2 separate regions of the Macaca mulatta genome follow, and region 1 is linked to region 2. Evidence: chromatin contacts called from public Hi-C data. All regions are on one chromosome and are shown on one strand. The core of a region is the stretch at or near the end of the contact, and the rest is flanking DNA. Distances in the headings are between cores, read along the strand shown. Region 1 holds the start of BCL6 (BCL6 transcription repressor). Region 2 holds the start of TPRG1 (tumor protein p63 regulated 1).

Evidence for each region. Hi-C and Micro-C count contacts between places; a contact is called where the count stands out from the background.
Region 1: a contact with region 2 is called in a Hi-C map of prefrontal cortex, with 6 times the contacts expected there. The contact joins the promoter of BCL6 here to the promoter of TPRG1 in region 2. A contact is called at or near these places in 10 of 14 Hi-C or Micro-C datasets (CD4 T cells, blood, fetal cortex germinal zone and 5 more).

Annotation. Positions count from the first base shown.
Region 1 is chr2:10,893,679-10,898,110 of T2T-MMU8v2.0, forward strand. BCL6 (BCL6 transcription repressor) reads left to right here and starts at 1,820. Exons shown (of 10, transcript NM_001261326.2): 1 at 1,820-2,215; 2 at 3,404-3,442.
Region 2 is chr2:9,686,751-9,691,063 of T2T-MMU8v2.0, forward strand. TPRG1 (tumor protein p63 regulated 1) reads right to left here and starts at 2,836. Exons shown (of 12, transcript XM_077991227.1): 1 at 2,439-2,836. It overlaps LOC144338983 (a long non-coding RNA gene), which reads left to right and starts at 1,851. Exons shown (of 3, transcript XR_013413501.1): 1 at 1,851-2,584.

The sequences.
Region 1 (4,432 bases), core at 570-3,069, 1.2 Mb after region 2:
CTCAGCCCCTAGGGACTCCATCTTTTTGACCTTGAAGTCTAGCCCAAACATTCCCCTAAAGAAACATTCCCCTAAAGAAAGGCGGTGAGGGAGAATGGAAGGCAAAAAGAGGGAAACAAGCAAATAAACTTCGGAATCGGACAACTTAAAGTCTCGATATGAGCCTCGGATTGTATTCGAACTCCTGGGTTCTAGACCCAGCTCTGCTACTAACTTGTCTGACCTTCCCTATTTATAAATGGTTGCGGGTGAGAGGTTGGACTAGGTGAACTCTGAGAGCCCTGCACTCGGCGCGGACGAGGGATTTAGGGGAAAGTGTGCTGTATTCCCCGCGAGCCTTCCCCGGCGGCCCCGCCTCCCCGGGTGAATCCCCGGCGGCCGGCACAGCGCAGGCAGCGATCCTGGCGGCTGCCCGGGCCCGGCAGCTTCCTGGAAAGTTACTTCTTGTTGGAGCCGGCGATAGGCAAAGTGTGTTCTGTGAAATCCGCAGAGCCGAGATTGACTACGTTCCGGGAATGAGAGGGCTGTGCCATTCCCCTCATTGCCCGCTGCCTTGACGGCGTAACAGGGAAAAAAAAAAAAAAGGCATACACACAATGTTAGCTACCGAGGTGCACGAAAGGTTTTATTTGAATGTAACTAAATTTAGGGCCGCCACGGTCATACCACAAAGCCTCCATCGCGCCTTGCGGGGGGTTTCGAGGTGGATCGCCCAGGGGCGGGCAGTCCCTGGAAGACAGGTACGGAGTCGTCGGGGTGGGGTAGCGAGGTCTGCCTAGGCTTGCCCCGGCGCGCAAGGCTGGTGTTTGTGCTCTTATGTGTGAGCGAGAAAATGGGGCTTCCTGGTGCCAGCCCAGGGGAGGAGGAAGGAAAAGGATGGGGTCTTTTGTATTGGCTCGCTCTCTGGCTCTTAACCTCGCCTCTCGCTCTTATTTTCTCTCTCTCTCTCTCTCTCTCTCTCGCTCTCTCTCTCTCTCTCTCTCTCTCTCTCTCGTTTCTGCTGTCTTCTCTCTGTTTGCTTTTTTTTTTTTTTTTTGGTTCCTGTTTTCTTCTTCAATGGAAAGTTCTTTTAAAGGATCTGCCTTCTCAAGGAGCCTAGTTGGCTATGCACAAGGAAAGCGCCAAAGGAGCTAAAGGGAGGAAGGGAGGAGAAAACATGTAACTCTACCGTGGTGGTTACTGACCCAGCGCGGGTGCGGGTTGATTGGGATGGGAAGTCCAGGTCTGGGGGCAGCCAGCAAGTGGCAGTTTCTCATTGACAGCCCTGCTCCTTGGAGATTGTTTTTGTGGGTAGTCTTTTGTGTGGCATTAGTGGAATGGCTGAATCTAGGAGATGAGTCATGTCCAGAACTTGCTGGAAATTGGCTTTGAGATTTGGAGCAAGGCTTCTCACCTGGGGCCTCAGTTCCCTCCCTAATAAAGCAGGGCTGTTATAAGGATAAGATGTAATCCTGAGGGGTGGGAAAGGACTAAGGGCTCGGTAAAAGTACAAACCAAGTACTGGTGGTGCTTCCACACCTGCGGCATTTGGTGACAACACTGCCCACACTCAACCCACACACTCAGGAGTTGGGGGGTGGGGCTCTTAAGAAGAGTTGGCTTACAAAGGAGTGAAACTGTGCCTTGTGTATGTACATTTGTTTTTGGCCAGGCAGAGGCTTAGGGTGAAAAGCCCAAGGCCTAGCTGACAGTGGACACAGGAGAATTTGTTTGTTTCAGTCCGCATCTGGAGTGAGTCATTGCCACTTGTTATGGTGAAATGGCAAATCTGGGCTTCCTGTGGTTCCAGAAGCCTGCGACTGGAAATCCACAAGCAAGCTGGTGGTTGAAGCTGGTTAAAGAACAGCCTAGGTATTCCAGAAGTGTTTGAGGATCCCTTCCATGAGGGAAGAGAGGAAAGTTTACATGTAAACCTCCCGTGTGTCCTCAGCTTTCTTTTGCAAAGGAGAAAATCCTTGACGTTTGGTAAAGGCCGAGTTAGTCTATCTCTCTTTGCCTATCTCGAGTTGGGCTGGGGAGAAGAGGAGATAGGTTCTTTTGTCTTTTTCTGTCCTCTCCCTTCCCCACTTCCTTCCCTCCAGTCCTCACTCGCTCACATGCACACACTAACCTTGGAGCCGATGGGATTGAGTGACTGGCACTTGGGACCACAGAGAAATGTCAGAGTGTTTGGTTACAGACTCAAGGAAACCTCTCATTTTAGAGTGCTCATTTGGTAAGACTCAGCAGCCTGGAATGGGGCAAAGTGTTTGTGTGGGGGAAGGAACTTAAAAATGAGATTCACCCACATCAGGGTGCTGTCTTGCATGTTCTACAGCACGTAGGCTGATTTGGAAAGGGGACAGGAATTGGAGCCAGAAGACCTAGGGCCAGGTCACCAACCATCTACATGGCCCAACATGACCTTGCTGGCCTCAGGCCCGTTTACCCGGAAAATAGCTCTAAAAGGTTCTGCTTTTTTTTTTTTTTTTTCTTTTTACAGGAGGAAAGACAGTTTGAATATTGTTTTGTTTTGCAGCCCGCATTTGATCATAAATGAGGGTCTCACACCTATGCTTTTAATGATTTTGTTTTAGAGAAGCCAGTTTGAAAGGAGGTACATATTTCATTAAATCTCTTTAAGGTTTAGTGCTCCCTGACCAGTTCTCAGCTAAATCACATAGTTAAGTCTTTTACCAGCAGGGAGAAGCACAAACTTGGAAGCAATAGCATTCTGTCTGGTCTTAGACCCAGTAGGGAAGGGAGAGAAAACTTTGAAAAACAAGACAAAGGTTTTCAAGGAATACGTAGACATGACGTCTCAGGCTGTGTTCTGCAGAGCTATATTCAGTCTTAATATTTCAGATAGGCAGGAAATACTGCCTAGCTGTTTGCCTTGAGCAAGCCACTTGAACCCTTAAATCTCAGTTTCATTGCCAGTGAAATAAGGATAAAGATATTGGCCCTATCGTCCTCGTGGAATCATTCTAAGACTTGAAAGATAATATTGTAGCAGGTTTTGAATGACGTCCAGTATATTTAGGCCACAGACGGATCATTATTGTTAATGTTGACAGAACCATTTTTCTTGTTTTTTATTTCCCATAAACTCAAGTGGCCTTTGGATGGTATACATTTTTTCTTTGAAGAAGGAAATGTATGTATGTATGTATAACTAATTAATGTATGCAATTGTACTCCCAGTACTCAGGATAAAAACATTATTATCTCATAGCTTCGGGTGCCTGTTGTTTTCGTAAGAGCAGAGTTGGAAAATGTTTGTTAGCTTGTGGTAAAACCACACCAGCTGGCAAGCTGCAACTATCAAAGCAAAACTAAATGTGTATGTCCTAAAATAAGACTATAGTGGACAATCTTACATTCGTTAAATCAATTTCTGTTTGCTTTCTTCTCTTCTCTGCAGGTTTTGAGCAAAATTTTGGACTGTGAAGCAAGGCATTGGGTAAGTAAATAAAATTATATGCTTCCAAATGTTGGGACAAACTGTTTCTTTTGAATTTGCCAATACATGTGTTTCTGTGAACTTTGCTACTGTTCATTATATGAGACAAGGATAACCAGTTCCCTCTACATCACTCCTAGTCCTCATCCTTCACCTCTGTATTAGACTGTCTTAACACTTGCATGGTCAATCATTCTGTTACTCTTTCTTTGTACAAACTAATTTAGCCAGCTACTGTGCACCAACAATATGCTAGCTCCTCAAGGTACGAAAGTCAGACAACTCTAAAGCCTAACAGTAGAGAGAGACCAATGGTGACTGAGATGATGAAATAAGATACTTAAGAGAATAGCTGTGAGTTTTGAGAACCTCCTATGAACAAAGAATGTATTTCCAACTTTTATAACCACATAGGTATTACTACTTCCATTTGGGGAAACCAGAGCCCAAAACCAGTAAACAACCTGCTTAAAGTCCCACAGCTAACAAAAGGCAAGTCTAGCCTGATAATCTTAAAACACAGTGTCTCGACCGGGTGCGGCGGCTCATGCCTGTAATCCCAGCACTTTGGGAGGCCGAGTTGGGTGGATCATGAGGTCAAGAGTTTGAGACCAGCCTGGCTAATATAGTGAAACACCATCTATACTAAAAATACGAAAAAATTAGCTGGGCGTGGTGGCAGGCACCTGTAATCCCAGCTACTCAGGAGACTGAGGCAGGAGAATCGCTTGAATCTGGGAAGGCGGAGGTTGCAGTGAGCTGAGATTGCGCTATTGCACTTCAGCCTGGGTGACAGTGTGAGACTCCATCTCAAAAAGAAAAAAAAAGCAAAAAATCCAGTGTCTCTCCATTGCCACATACTCACTGCCTCTCAGTGCTTGGCAGAGTATTTGGTATGTGGGAAAAACACTCAACAAACATTCATTCCCTTTGCTTTTCCCCTAACGGACTTTCTATCCCAGCTTGCTGGATAAAAGTTATTTTCCCCAT
Region 2 (4,313 bases), core at 1,586-4,085:
ACCCGAAAACTTCAAGGTGAAGGAGGGACCTATTAATAACGAATTATACCAAGACAAAGCCATGAACTGGGATGGCAAAGCAGGATGTATAGTCACCTTAGCCGTCAGTATTGAGATCATCAACAGAGTTTGTATCCACAGAGAAATCTCTATGGCATAAGAGGGATCTAACAAGTACAAAAATAGCATAACCCAATGCTGGCCGGGTGTATTGAGACCGAAGGAGAAAGAAGTGACATCTAAATAGAGGAGTTGGCACTGAAGGTGGGTTTTGAGGGATGCGAAAGGTTTGAATGTATGGCAAAGATAGGCCAAATAGAGGCCATCAAGTTCTGATGAGTTTTATAATTTTTTTAAGACGCCTCAGCCAAGGCCCAGGTGGCAGGAAAGCTGGAGGCGTCCATGGCACACGGCGACCAGGCAGAGTCCATCTGATGTGGCTGCCACAGAAGGAGTGGTCAGATCAAGGAGAAACGAGGCAGGAAGGCTGCTGATGCCAGGCTGGTCTTGGTTCTAATTTCCTAGACGGCACCGGGGTGAGCTATCCTCCTGTCATCAGCGTGGCTGCACAAATCTCCATTCTCCTAATCCTGGACTTTTGTTGAGACTGCTCAGACCGACATCTCGTTTGGCTGCTGCTAGTCTTAGCAGGTTGACTGTCTTCCCTCCAACAAGGAAGGGAGTCTCATTTGAGGAACTGCACAACCTCTTCTGGTTTCTGTACCGGTCACTTTCTCTCTCTAGCCACTGGAGAAGTGGGTTGGAACATTAGGGGAAGTGTCTGTTTGGCAACCTCACAGGGCTAGAAAACTTGAAGAGGGTGGATTTTAGGGGCTACCCCCTTAAGAACATTCAAACGTTTGAATCTTTCTGCTGAGATCACTTATATTCCTATTTTCCAGGAGTACACACAAGGCCAGAGGCACTTTGGACCTCAGGGCTTTCAGAGGGATGAAAGACAAGGCGGTCAGGGAAAGAGTTTCTCATTTGGCCTGTTTTGTGATGTATGTCAGGAAGGTGTTATTGTGGTGAACAATTAAGAAGAAGGGAATTTAAAAGCAGAGAAATGAGTGACTCACCCAAGGTCACATAGCAAGTGACAGAGCTGCGAGCAACTTGAATGCAAATCTCCTGGAGCCAAGCCATGTATTCATGCACCTACCTCAAAGCCTGCTCTCAGAAAGAAGTGGAAGAGGGAAAGGAAGAAGAGAGAAAGAAGAAAGAGGAGGGGGAGGAATAAGAGGGAGAGAAGCAGAGGAGGAGAGAGACTGCAGAGCCCGTGACTGTAGGTGAAGGGCCTGGGACCTTCTCCTTTCACCCCTGCTCACCCCGACTCCCTTAACTCCTCCTGGACCCAAGAAAATGGGTCCAAGTCTGTGCGGTAGGGAAGGGCTGCTGGGTAACTTCTTTACTGAGGCGCAAGCATGGCCCTGCGGGGTTGCTGAGCCTTTCAAAGGCCACTTGTAAACTCTGATGCGGCGCAGAAGCTGGCCCGGAGGGGCTGGGGCCCGGGCCAGGAGGAGAGGACGGGCCTGCCTTTGGTGCCTAGAAATCAAAGCAGCCAACCTTGGGCTTTTTCTTCCCCCTCACACTGAGGCACTTTTATTGGCGAGATGAAGGGAGGCAGAGCGGGCCTTACAGTCCTCGCTTTGCTTTTGGAGGTTAATGACCCAGTTAGCAGCTCTTGGCTGCGTTTCCGACATTTTGCAGACATCAAGCCCCGCGTCTCTGCCAAGTACATTCTGTTCCCTGGAGCACATCCAGTGCATCTCAGATTACTATGTAATGCGACAAAGAGGGAGAGGTGGCTGGGAGGGGCATCGGGGAGCGGGGCGGGGAGGGGAGAGGGCGGGATGCAGGAGCGTGCGGGGAGGAGAGGAGGATGCCACTCTAAATATAGCTGCCCTCCTGGAATGCGTCTTTCAAGGTGCTTATTTACTGCACAAGAGTGATCCCAAAGTGAGGGTACGATTGGGCCCTGTCGTCCAGGAATCCTGGAGCGCCGAGAGCGAAGCCCAGGACCAGGGCGAGGACAGAGAGTGGGGGTGGGGAGGAGGCTGCAGGAGGCTCCTGGCTGGGAAGGGCGGGGAAGGTGGAATTCGAAGGGGGCGGGGCTAGGAGGTGGTGGCCCCGCCCACAAGGCCGCCGCCCCGCTTTGCAGCTCCAGCCTGAGCTGCAGCCTGCGCGCTAATTATAGACGTGAATGGAAAGCGGCCGCTTTTGAATGATCGCGTTGCTGGAGCTGCCGTTGGAAGCTTAGAAGCAGGTGCTACCGTGCTAGATACAAAGCGATCTATTTAAAAGTCCTGTGTCACGCACGCACCCTTACTGACGAATCCTCTGGCTCTCTCCTACCACCGCCCGGTGGCGGATTCCGGAATTGGTTCAAAAGGCCTTGATCCCGAAGACCCAGGACAGAGACAGAGGACATTTCCTACCTCTTTCGCCTGCATCCTTAGAAAACTCCCGAGGATGAGAAGATCCCCAGACCTTTACAAGCTGTTGTTTTACAAACGGAGAAACTGAGGCAGGGAGAGGCGCTGGATGTGCACCAAAGCACGTGGTGCGTCAGTGCACAGCTGAGGTAAAGTTCTGGTCTCCTGACAGCCTCTCCATTTGCCTTACCGGATTGGAACTTAAAGCAAGTCTCACTTTAACGCTGTTAATTTCCAGGCACGGATCTTTAGCCAATGAGCATCCTCCTCCTTTCCTGGTTCAGCGCCTACTCCCTCCAGTCGCCACCCCCACCCCACTCCCACAAGGAAAACTTGCTAATGCTGGCTGATTCTCATTGCTAGGTTTACTAGTTCAGGCCTGGAAACTGGGTAACCTCAATAACTATGACCATTTCAGTATGTGTGAGTCAATCTGATGTGCCCTCCGTCAGCATAATCCTGTCACGAGGAAAGACGCAGGGGGCAAAACCTAGACGTTTCTTTCGCATCAGCATGTTGGCTGCACCTAGTGCTCACAGCCAAGAGTGTTAAAGCACATGATGACCTAATCCAGTTCATACGAGTACAGTGAAAATCCTTATGCCCATTTTATGGAATCCCTGCAGAAATGGAGTTTTGGAGGGAGGAAGTGACTTGCTCACAGTCATCTGCTGATGAGTGGTCTACTTGGGAACCAAAACCAAGTTCTCCACTCTCGATGTGGGCTATGTCCAGTATTCATGCTTTGGCCTGCAAGGGGGAGAAGAAATCCACTTAGTAATAGAGAGGGATAACTCTCCAGTCCCTCGGACACCTGGCGTGTCCTGAGTATCTCCACTCTGACCATTGGCCTTTTCTCCCTGCGGGTCTGGGGCCACTCCCACGCTAATCCATGGCATTAAACTGGGCATGGAGAGCTGCTGTCTTCTCTAGAAACCGAAATCTTCAAGTCCAGTATCTACATCCATTACCACCTGGACCCATCTATGTCTCCTTACCTTTGCTGACTGCTTTGGACTTAACTCTGCCTGTGTCTCTCTTGGCTATTCCTGTAACCTCAAGATCTCCACCAGGGCAGATGGATAAAGAGGCAGCATCCAGTAACATGCTGAAAAAAGAAGGGAGAGGGAATAGGTGTGGATGATAGAATATTTTAGTTGTTTTTTATTTACTTCTTGAAAGCAGAAACTGTATCTTAGTCTTTGTAAGTCCTCCTTCTTCCCAACATATACAAGGTCCAGCCCAATGCACCGAGCATAGCAGACACCCAGAAATGTTAAAGAATCATAAAACTTTCACATGGCTGTGGAAAATTGTATATAGCTAGGTTGGTCATAGTCATGTTTCTCTGATAACATAGATAGGTAGCTTAGAGCATGGACTTTGTGCCTACAAGCCCATGTTTTGCATGAACTAGTTATACAATACTGACAAATTACTTAAGTTTTCTAGGTCTCAGTTTTCTCATCTGTAAAATGGGCATAAGTGTACCTCAAAGAAGCAGTGCTGAGCAGTACTGGTAGTGCTGAGCCAGGAAAAAAGAAAAATGTTCATATGTGGTTTTTTTCTACAATCGGGCTACTTAATTTGGAATCTGAATTCAACTATGAGCCTAGCACAATGACTAGTGTCAGCACTCAGTAGTTCTTCTCACACAGCGTTGTTCTAGGAATTAAGTTGGATAATATATATGAACACTCCTTGTACAGCGATATAAGATTGTTCACATACTTTATTATTAATAAAGTTGCCCCAGGTTACACAGCTAACATATAGTGGCCCTGGGATTTAAATCCAGATATGCTCCTGTCTCTGTCCTAGGTCTCCAGGCTCAAGTGCATAACAATAGTCATCATTACTGAGCACTGATTCAATAAT